3 separate regions of the Sus scrofa genome follow, and regions 1 and 3 are each linked to region 2. A link is a contact called in public Hi-C and promoter capture Hi-C data. All regions are on one chromosome and are shown on one strand. The core of a region is the stretch at or near the end of the contact, and the rest is flanking DNA. Distances in the headings are between cores, read along the strand shown. Region 1 holds the start of MOB1A (MOB kinase activator 1A). Region 2 holds the start of TPRKB (TP53RK binding protein). Region 3 holds the start of BOLA3 (bolA-like protein 3).

Region 1 (2,700 bases), core at 148-2,647, 390 kb before region 2:
GGAATGCTGATGCTGTGGAGACGGTGGATGAAGACTGATACTGGACCAGGACCCCTTTTTGGATGATCCTTTGGGGGCCTGAGGCAACTTAAAGGAAGAGAGAGATAAATTTGTTTCAAATAGCCAATAAGCACTTGAAAAGATTCTTAACATCAGCCAACAGGGAAATGCAAATCAAAATCTGGAGCTACCACTTCGCACCCACGAGAACGGCTATAATAAAAAAGATACACAGTAACAAATGTTATCAAGGATGTGGAAATAGCAAAACCCTCAGTTATTCGCCAGTGGAAGGTAAAATAGTGCATCCAATTTAGAAAACAATCTGGCAGTTCCCCCCAAAGATAAATACATAGTTAGTATATGACCCAGTCATTCCCAGGCACATACCCAAGAGAAAAGAACACATTCATCCACACAAAATCCCACAGAGGAATGTTCCTAATGGCCTTATTCCTAATAGCCCCAAGCTGGAAACAACCACAAAGTCCATCAACAGATGAATGGATAAACAAAATGTGGTATATTTATACAATGGAATAGTGCTCATAATAAAAAATGAATGAAGAACAGATACCTGCTACAACAAGGATGAATCTTTCTATTTTTTCTTTTTAGGGCCATACCTGCGACACATGGAAGTTCCCAGGCTAGGGTTGAATCAGAGCTGCAGCTGCCCACCGGACTAGGCCACAGCCACAGCAATGCAGGATCCAACCGGTATCTGCAACCTACACCGCAGCTTGTGGCAACCCCACATCTTTAACCCACCAAGCGAGTCCAGGGATGGAACTCTCATCCTCATGCACACCATGCTGGGTTCTGACCTGCGGAGCTAACACAGGATCTCCAACATGGATGAATCTTGATAACATGATCAGGTAAAAGAAACTAATCACGAAGATTGTGCACATATTGTACAATTCCACTTATTTGAAATATCCAGATTAGGCAAACTCATATAAAAAGGTAGACTAGATGTCGCCAAGGGATGGGAGTAGGGAGGAATGGTGAGCGACTGCTAATGGGTACCCGTTTCCTTTGGAAGTGATGGGAAAATGTTCTAGAAATAGGTAATTGTTACCGCTCTACAAGTCCGAATATGTGGGAAAACCACTGAAGCATATTTTTAAAAACGGCGAATTTTATGCTGTGTAAATTACATCTCAACTTAAAAAATCAAATTAACGTTAAGTAAAAAATTTCGCACACATAGCCATCTGACATCTAGATAACTGGGACAAAATAGAGCTGCTTCAACCTGGACCACGCACATCAGCATCGCAGGCAGAGGATTCCAAGTCCAGGGCAACTTGTTCAGCGGAAGTCCCGGCGTAAAGGTCCCTGATTGGCTCAGGTGGAGGAGCCGGCCCAAGGAAAAGGGGCGTGCCGAGTCCCTCTCGGTGGGGCGGGGCTGAACGAAGCTTTCGCTCGCGAGATTTTGCTGGTTCCGCATTTCGGGTCCGTAAAGTCGGGGAGGAAGGCGAGGCGGGTGCAGTAGTTCGCACCTGCTTGCAGCGGCTTGACCCCGGCTGCGAGCTGCAGCGTCGCGGGCATCCGCTGTCCGCCGGCTGAGGACCTTCGGATCCCCCTCAGTCCCGCGCGGACTCCGAATCCTGACCTCGGCGGGGGCGAGCGGCCCCTCCCCTCCGCTCTGAGGATAGAAGATGAGCTTCCTCTTGTGAGTGTGGCCCGGCCCAGGGCTTCAGGGTTGAGGGGGCTGAGGGCCGAGGTCGTGGAGGGGGCCAGTGGGAGCCTGAGGAGAGGGCGGGTCCCGGGGTCGGGGCTGGCGTACCCGGCTCTTGCTTTGCCACCGCTCGGGGTCGCAGGGAAGCCTGGTTGTGGTCAGAGGCAGACGGAGGTGAAGGTCGAGGCAGAGGAAGCGGAGCGAGAAAGTTGGGGAGTAGGAAGGCCCCGAGGCCGGCGGCGCCGCCGAAACTTTTCCGCCCGAGTGCGCCTGAGGGCAGAGGGATGATCTAGGGGCGGAGCCATGGGCCCCGCTTGGGGCTTCCAATTTTTCTCCGGTCTCCAGCCTTTTGGTAACGATCCATACAGATTTGGCTTTTTACTCTACTATACGTCCCCCTTTATTGTCATCAGTATTCGGTTACCCCCGCGGAAAATGTGGAGTGCCGCAGTTTGAGAAGCTGAAAGTTAAGCTGGCGGCCTTGTGTCCAAATTCTGATCCAGCCCACTTTGTGAATTTGTATAATTAGCTAACTGCGTTTTAACTCGGTAGACTCTTATTTTAGAGATAACGTCTGGGCGCAAGTGCGGCTTAAATGGGAAAGTGTAACTCTGATGATTCTTAAGCACATTTAGCTTTGAGAAGCATTGCTCTAGCACCTTACGTGTTATTCTCAGGGGGCTCTTATTATTTTGCTTTAACATGTCTTGTATGAGCAAATACATATCCATTTTTAGTTATGGGCATTACCCACGTACTTGGCATTTTTTCCAAGTTTTATTAAATTACATAGTGTTTCATAACTACAGTTTACCCCATTTATTGTGAGAAATTTGGATTCTTTCTAATACTTTGCAGTTATAAAATAGCACTACTAAGAGTATCTTTGTCTAAATCGCTTTTTCCCTCTTTGGATTTTTTTTAAAGTATGATCACCATATCAAAAAATCCGATTTATATTTTAAAGTTTCCTTATTACTAGACCGTTATCTACCCCCTCCTTCCGGTCTTTT
Region 2 (2,700 bases), core at 28-2,527:
ATCGAACCCGCAAGCTCATGGTTCCTAGTTGGATTCGTTAATCACTGTGCCTCCACGGGAACTCCGATAATAGTTTTTAAATTATAGTTGATTTACCGTGTTCTGTCTATTTCTGCCTCACAAAGTGAGCCAGTTATGCATACATACATTCTTTTTTTCACATTATTCTCCATCATGTTCCATCACAAGTGATCATATATAGTTTCATGGGCTACACAGCAAAATCCCATTGCTTATCCATTCCAAATGCAGTAGTTTGCATCTGCTAACCCCAAACTCCCAGTCCATCTCCCTCCCTCCCCCTCCGTCTTGGCAAGCACAAGTCTGTTCTCCGTGTCCCTGAGTTTGTTTCTTTTCTGTAGATAGGTTCATTTGTGCCCTATATTAGATTCCAGATATAAGTGATAGGGTATTTGTCTTTCTCTTTCTGACTTACTTCACTTAGCATGAGAGTCTCTAGTTCCATCCATGTTGCTGCAAGTGGCATTATTTTGTTCTTGTTTGTGAAAAGATGGTTTTGACTCCCAGGTGGCGGCTGCATGATAGGAGGGCAGGAACTGTGAGCTGAGCACTTCTAGGAGGCCAAACTGTGGATGTGAGTTGGTGGCCCACTGTGGTGGCAGTGGGTATGGAGAGAATTGTATCCGTCAAGATATTAAAAATTGACAAGGAGTTCTCCTGTGGTGCAGTGGGTTAAGGATCTGGCGTTGTCACTGCAGCGGTTTGGGTCCCTGCTGTGGCCCGGGTTTGATTACTGGCCCCTGGAACTTCCACGTGCTGTGGGCAGGGTGAAAAATAAAATTTAAATTGACAAGACTTTTGGATTAGATATGGGATTTGAGTGAGAGGTCAGTATCCAGCAGTGACTCGAAGTTTCTGGACTGAATGAATTATGTAAAAGAAAAGCAAACTATTCTGACGTTTGCTAGAGGTCCTTTTTCCCCTCATGTAAAAACAAAAACCACATTTTTTTTCTCTCTGGTTGTATGTACTCATTATATATTTTGAGTACTCATTGTAGAAAATTCAGCACATAGAAAAATATTTATAGGAGACCTTAGAAATTGCCTTCAATTCTACTGCCCAAGATGGCCATATTTTGGTGTACTTCGTGTTTTTGTTTTCTGGGTGCATCTTCTTTTATAATTGGGTGTACATTTTATCTTTCTGTATTTTTTTTTCCATTGGACCTTGATTATGACTGAACTGCTGTGTGCCAGGACGTTATTCACAAATGTTCTTTTTTTCTTTTGTTACAATAAGAAAAAAGTCAGATGAAATTCCAGCAGGTCAAAGGTAATTTTTCGTTGTATTTTTCTTTCAATTTTGTGTGTGTGTGTATGTGTACCTTTTTTAAAAAACCCACAATTTTATGTTTTGATTTCCACATCAAATGTTTTAGTGTTATTTATTGCTGTTTTTATACATCCTTAAGTACTCTTCAAGACTACAGTTTTTAGTGGTTGTTTAGTGAAAACAAATCCTGTTACTAGTTCTTTTCAGCTTTTACTGTTAGGATAATGATAAGGACCTCTTGTTACATAAACCTTCAGATTGCCAGTTTATTCTTTGAGAAAAATGCTGTAAATGGAACCTCCTAGGTAAAAGGATAAAATGAACCTATCAAATTGCCTCACCCAAATATCTCATTAGGACTGATTGAAATTGTTTTAAAGATCAAATTTTTGCAATGCTTTGTTTTTCTGTGCAAGGATATGTCTTTGTAGTTATTTGTCATGTTTCTCTTATGTCTTTGTATATACCCCGTCCTTTTCTTGTTCAATTTATGTCTATAAAGGGCCAGTATTATTAAAGCATTGTGCCCTCCCTGCTTAAATCCCCATGTGTGAAATGAGTTCTCTGAGTCATGTCATACTTTTCCTCTGTAAGATTATTTTCTTCTTTCGTATTTGTGTCTAGGTGCTGCTAAAACATAAATCAAATGGTGAGATAAGAAAACTAAAAAGGCTAAGAAGTTGGAGTGAGGTTTCATTAATGCTAAAAGTAACCTGTGATCTAAAACATTTTTGGTAATCTGCACCTAGTTGTCTATTGGGGAAACGGCATCTCATCCACGGATCAGAGCCGGACTTACTGCACAAGCAGGGGATCAGGTGGCAACCTTGATCCTTCGCCAGGAATGGTAAAGGAAGCTAGAAACAGCAGGTTTAGGAAGACAGTATACTGTGAGAATGCCAGATGTGTTTTCGGGATAGATTTTTCTATTTTAACACTTTTATATGTTCTTATTAAAGTTACTTTGTTAGGGAGTTCCCAGTGTGGCTTGGCGGTAACAAACGTGACTAGTATCCATGAGGACTCGGGTTGGATCCCTGGCCTTGCTCAGTGGGTTAAGTATCTGGTGTTGCCGTGAGCCGTGGTGCAGGTCACAGATACGGCTCAGATCTGGCCTGGCTGTGGTTGTGGCTGTGGCTGGGGTATATGCAAGCAGCTGCAGCTCTGATTTCAACCCCCAGCTGGGCAACTTCCATATGCCACAGGCACAGCCCTAAAAAGCAAAAAAATATCTCGTTAAGTAAAGATATTTTTTTGTTAGTGACCTACGGTGTTAACTTTTGGTCTTTTGGTCTTGTGCAACAGAATCCTGTCTTATCTATGAAATGCAGTTAACAGAGCAACTGGACCTGTTTCCTGAGTACAGGGTGACCCTTCTGTTATTTAAAGATGTGAAAAATGCTG
Region 3 (2,700 bases), core at 131-2,630, 350 kb before region 2:
CAAAACTGCTCAAGAGTGTGTGACAGGCTAATCTACTGTTGAAGCAGAACTGGGAGTCTTTACAACTGATTTACTATCTTTGCTGTTGTTACTTCTCTTGTCTGGTAAGAGTCCGTCTGTTCCCACATACTTCTGTTTCCCTAAGATCATTAATTACTGAGACCCAAGATCTAACCCTTGTGGCCAGGCTTAGATCACAAATGACAGGCTGAAAATGGCTTATGTCAAAAATCCATGCCTGGTTCTCTGTTTCCGGGACCTTCTACCTATCTGCTTACACAACCCATCCAAGTGCAGCAGTGAACATACTGATTGCATAGGCAAAATGCAAGAGTAAAAAGAGCTGGTTCATCCTTCACGGTATACCAGACCACATGCTATATGCACATACTGCTAGAGAGAGAAAGGGCTTGGTTGAATTTCTGCTTCGAACTGTCTGAAGTATTCCAGACATGGGGCAGATTTGCTGACAATCCGTCCCTGATAGTGTCAGCTTCCCCTGCATTCTCAAAATGCCAAGGTCTGTGACTCCAAGCCTCCACCTCTGCTGAGCCGTGTCCTGCAGGCACCTTAAACTGAGGCAAATTCAAAACCAAGTTAGTCAATCCCCATCATCCCACGCCTAGCCCTCCTCCATCTATCCAAGTCAGAAACCTGAGCCTCATCCCTGCCACCTTCAGCCCTGCTACTTTCAGCCGGTCACTCCAGTCCATTCCTCCCAGGTGTCTCAATCTACTCCTCCCATCCCTGCTACCAGGTCTCCCCTTGGGTCTCCCCTCTCCTTCGGAACAGAAGCTGGGACTTCTGTCCTCCTCTCCAATTTCAGCCCCCTACTGTCTCCGCTCCTCAGTGATCTTTCTAAAGCACAAATCTGACAATGACTCCCCTCTTTAGAATCCTTCCCTGGTTCCTTCCTGGAGGGAGAAACCCAAGACCCTCTGTTTTGTTTTGTGTTTTTGTTTGTCTTTCTGTCTTTTCTAGGGTCGCTCCTGTGGAATATGGAGGTTCCCAGGCTAGGGGTCTAATCTGCCAGCCTACACCTGAGCCACAGCAATGCGGGATCCCAGCCGCATCTGCGACCTACACCACAGCTCACGGCAACGCCGGATCCTTAACCCACTGAGCAAGGCCAGGGATCAAACCCGCAACCTCATGGTTCCTAGTTGGATTCGTTAACCGCTGAGCCACGACGGGAACCCCCAAGACCCTCCGTTTAACAGCAGGGTGTGGGGTGGTGAGTGGGCACAGCGGCGGTCCACTTAGGGCACCAGGGTCCTTGGGACGAGGGGAAGTCCGAAGGCTGCATGGAGCCCCGGGTACTGGCTCTGTCCCCAGCCTGGGCAGCGGAGGCTGCTCGCGAGAGAAGGCGGAGGGCGGGGCCCCGGGCGTGCGGGGCGGCTCCCGGCCTCCAGACGGCAGGGGGCGGCCTCGCCCACGGCGGAGGTGGCTCGGGTTCCGGGTTCCGCGCCTTTTGGGAGACTCGGCGACCTCGGGCGGCGGGCCGCGTCGGCCGGGCATGGCTGCTTGGAGCCCGGCCGCGGCAGCGCCTCTGCTCCGCGGGAGCCGCGGGGTGAGCGCGGGCGGGGGCCGGGCTGCTCTCGCCGGGGCGGGAGACCGCGGGGCGGGCTGCGGCCAGAGCTGGAGCACCCGCTCGCGGAGGGCGGCGCGCCGAGCCGGGGGCCTCCGCGTTCTTTCTCTCATCCGTTGGTTCGTTCATCCAGCGGGCCCGGCTACGCGTAGTCGAAGTGTCAGGCCCGGCGCGGGCTGGGGGAGCTCCCGCGAACAGGGCGGGGGTGGAGGGCGAGGGGAACGGATGCGCAAACATTCTGAATACGGCGGCCACGGACCAAGCAGTGTTGATTTACCAGAGACGTGGGAGGCATAGCCGGGAGTCGCGGCGTGCATGCCAGGGACTGTGGCTGGGTCTGGGCTCCAGAACGTCCGCCCGGCTTCTGTGACCTTGACCCTCCCCAAATCCCACACTCCCCTAGTAGCAAGCCCGCAGAGGGCACTCCCCACGCGCTCTCCGAATTTTCTCTCCCCCTTTCTGATTCATCCACTTCTTTGGCTTTCTTCTCACATTCTTTCTTCTTTTGAACCTGCCTCCCCCAGGCATGACGAGCAATTCTCCTGGTGACTTCCAGCCTGGACAGTCCGCATTCCGGAGATTTTTGTCAGTAGATTGCTAGGTTTTTAAAAGCCACTGCCTGCAGATAGCTGAGATGAGGGAAGGTTTCTCCCAAGGAGTCAGCAGTGCCAACCACCCTGACCCCTTAGTGATTGCTTCTTCCGAGCCACCTGGTTACCCTCTGCCTTTGTCCCCCAGGGCACTGGCTTCAGGAGAGGTCCTAACCCCCCCACCCCATCTTACCCAGGCCCACAACATCAAGTGTCTGTCACATACAGCACTCAGTCTCCCTCCCAAGTCAGATCTTTCTCCTGACCTGCATTTCTGCTAAGTGTTAGAATCGAGATTTCTTTGCTGGTGATCCATAGGTATGCCCTGAATCACGTGGTTCTTCCCCTGTTCATTGATTCATTCATTCATCCATCACCCACATCTTCCGGAGGGCCTGCCCTGGGCAGTTCTGGAAGACTGCAGAACAGGACAGACTCAGTCTTGGCCTCTGAGACCAGTTGGTGAAAGAGTTAGTGCACAGGGCATTTAAAGGAGGTGATCTGAGATTCTTTAACTAACAT

What was found. Promoter capture Hi-C pulls out the DNA fragments that hold promoters and counts their contacts. A called contact is a pair of places that touch in the nucleus more often than the background predicts.
Region 1: a promoter capture Hi-C map of liver shows a contact between it and region 2, with 5 times the contacts expected there. A contact is called at or near these places in 1 of 5 promoter capture datasets (liver), 1 of 47 Hi-C or Micro-C datasets (skeletal muscle) and 2 of 2 datasets of targeted methods (alveolar macrophages and skeletal muscle).
Region 3: a contact with region 2 is called in a Hi-C map of heart right ventricle, with 2.9 times the contacts expected there. A contact is called at or near these places in 1 of 47 Hi-C or Micro-C datasets (heart right ventricle) and 1 of 2 datasets of targeted methods (alveolar macrophages).

The regions. Positions count from the first base shown.
Region 1 is chr3:68,851,072-68,853,771 of Sscrofa11.1, forward strand. MOB1A (MOB kinase activator 1A) reads left to right here and starts at 1,398. Exons shown (of 6, transcript XM_021087363.1): 1 at 1,398-1,681. The coding sequence starts at 1,668.
Region 2 is chr3:69,237,048-69,239,747 of Sscrofa11.1, forward strand. It overlaps TPRKB (TP53RK binding protein), which reads left to right and starts at 1,278. Exons shown (of 5, transcript NM_001144846.1): 1 at 1,278-1,296; 2 at 2,602-2,700. The coding sequence starts at 2,622.
Region 3 is chr3:68,882,067-68,884,766 of Sscrofa11.1, forward strand. It overlaps BOLA3 (bolA-like protein 3), which reads left to right and starts at 1,381. Exons shown (of 4, transcript XM_003481180.4): 1 at 1,381-1,570. The coding sequence starts at 1,517.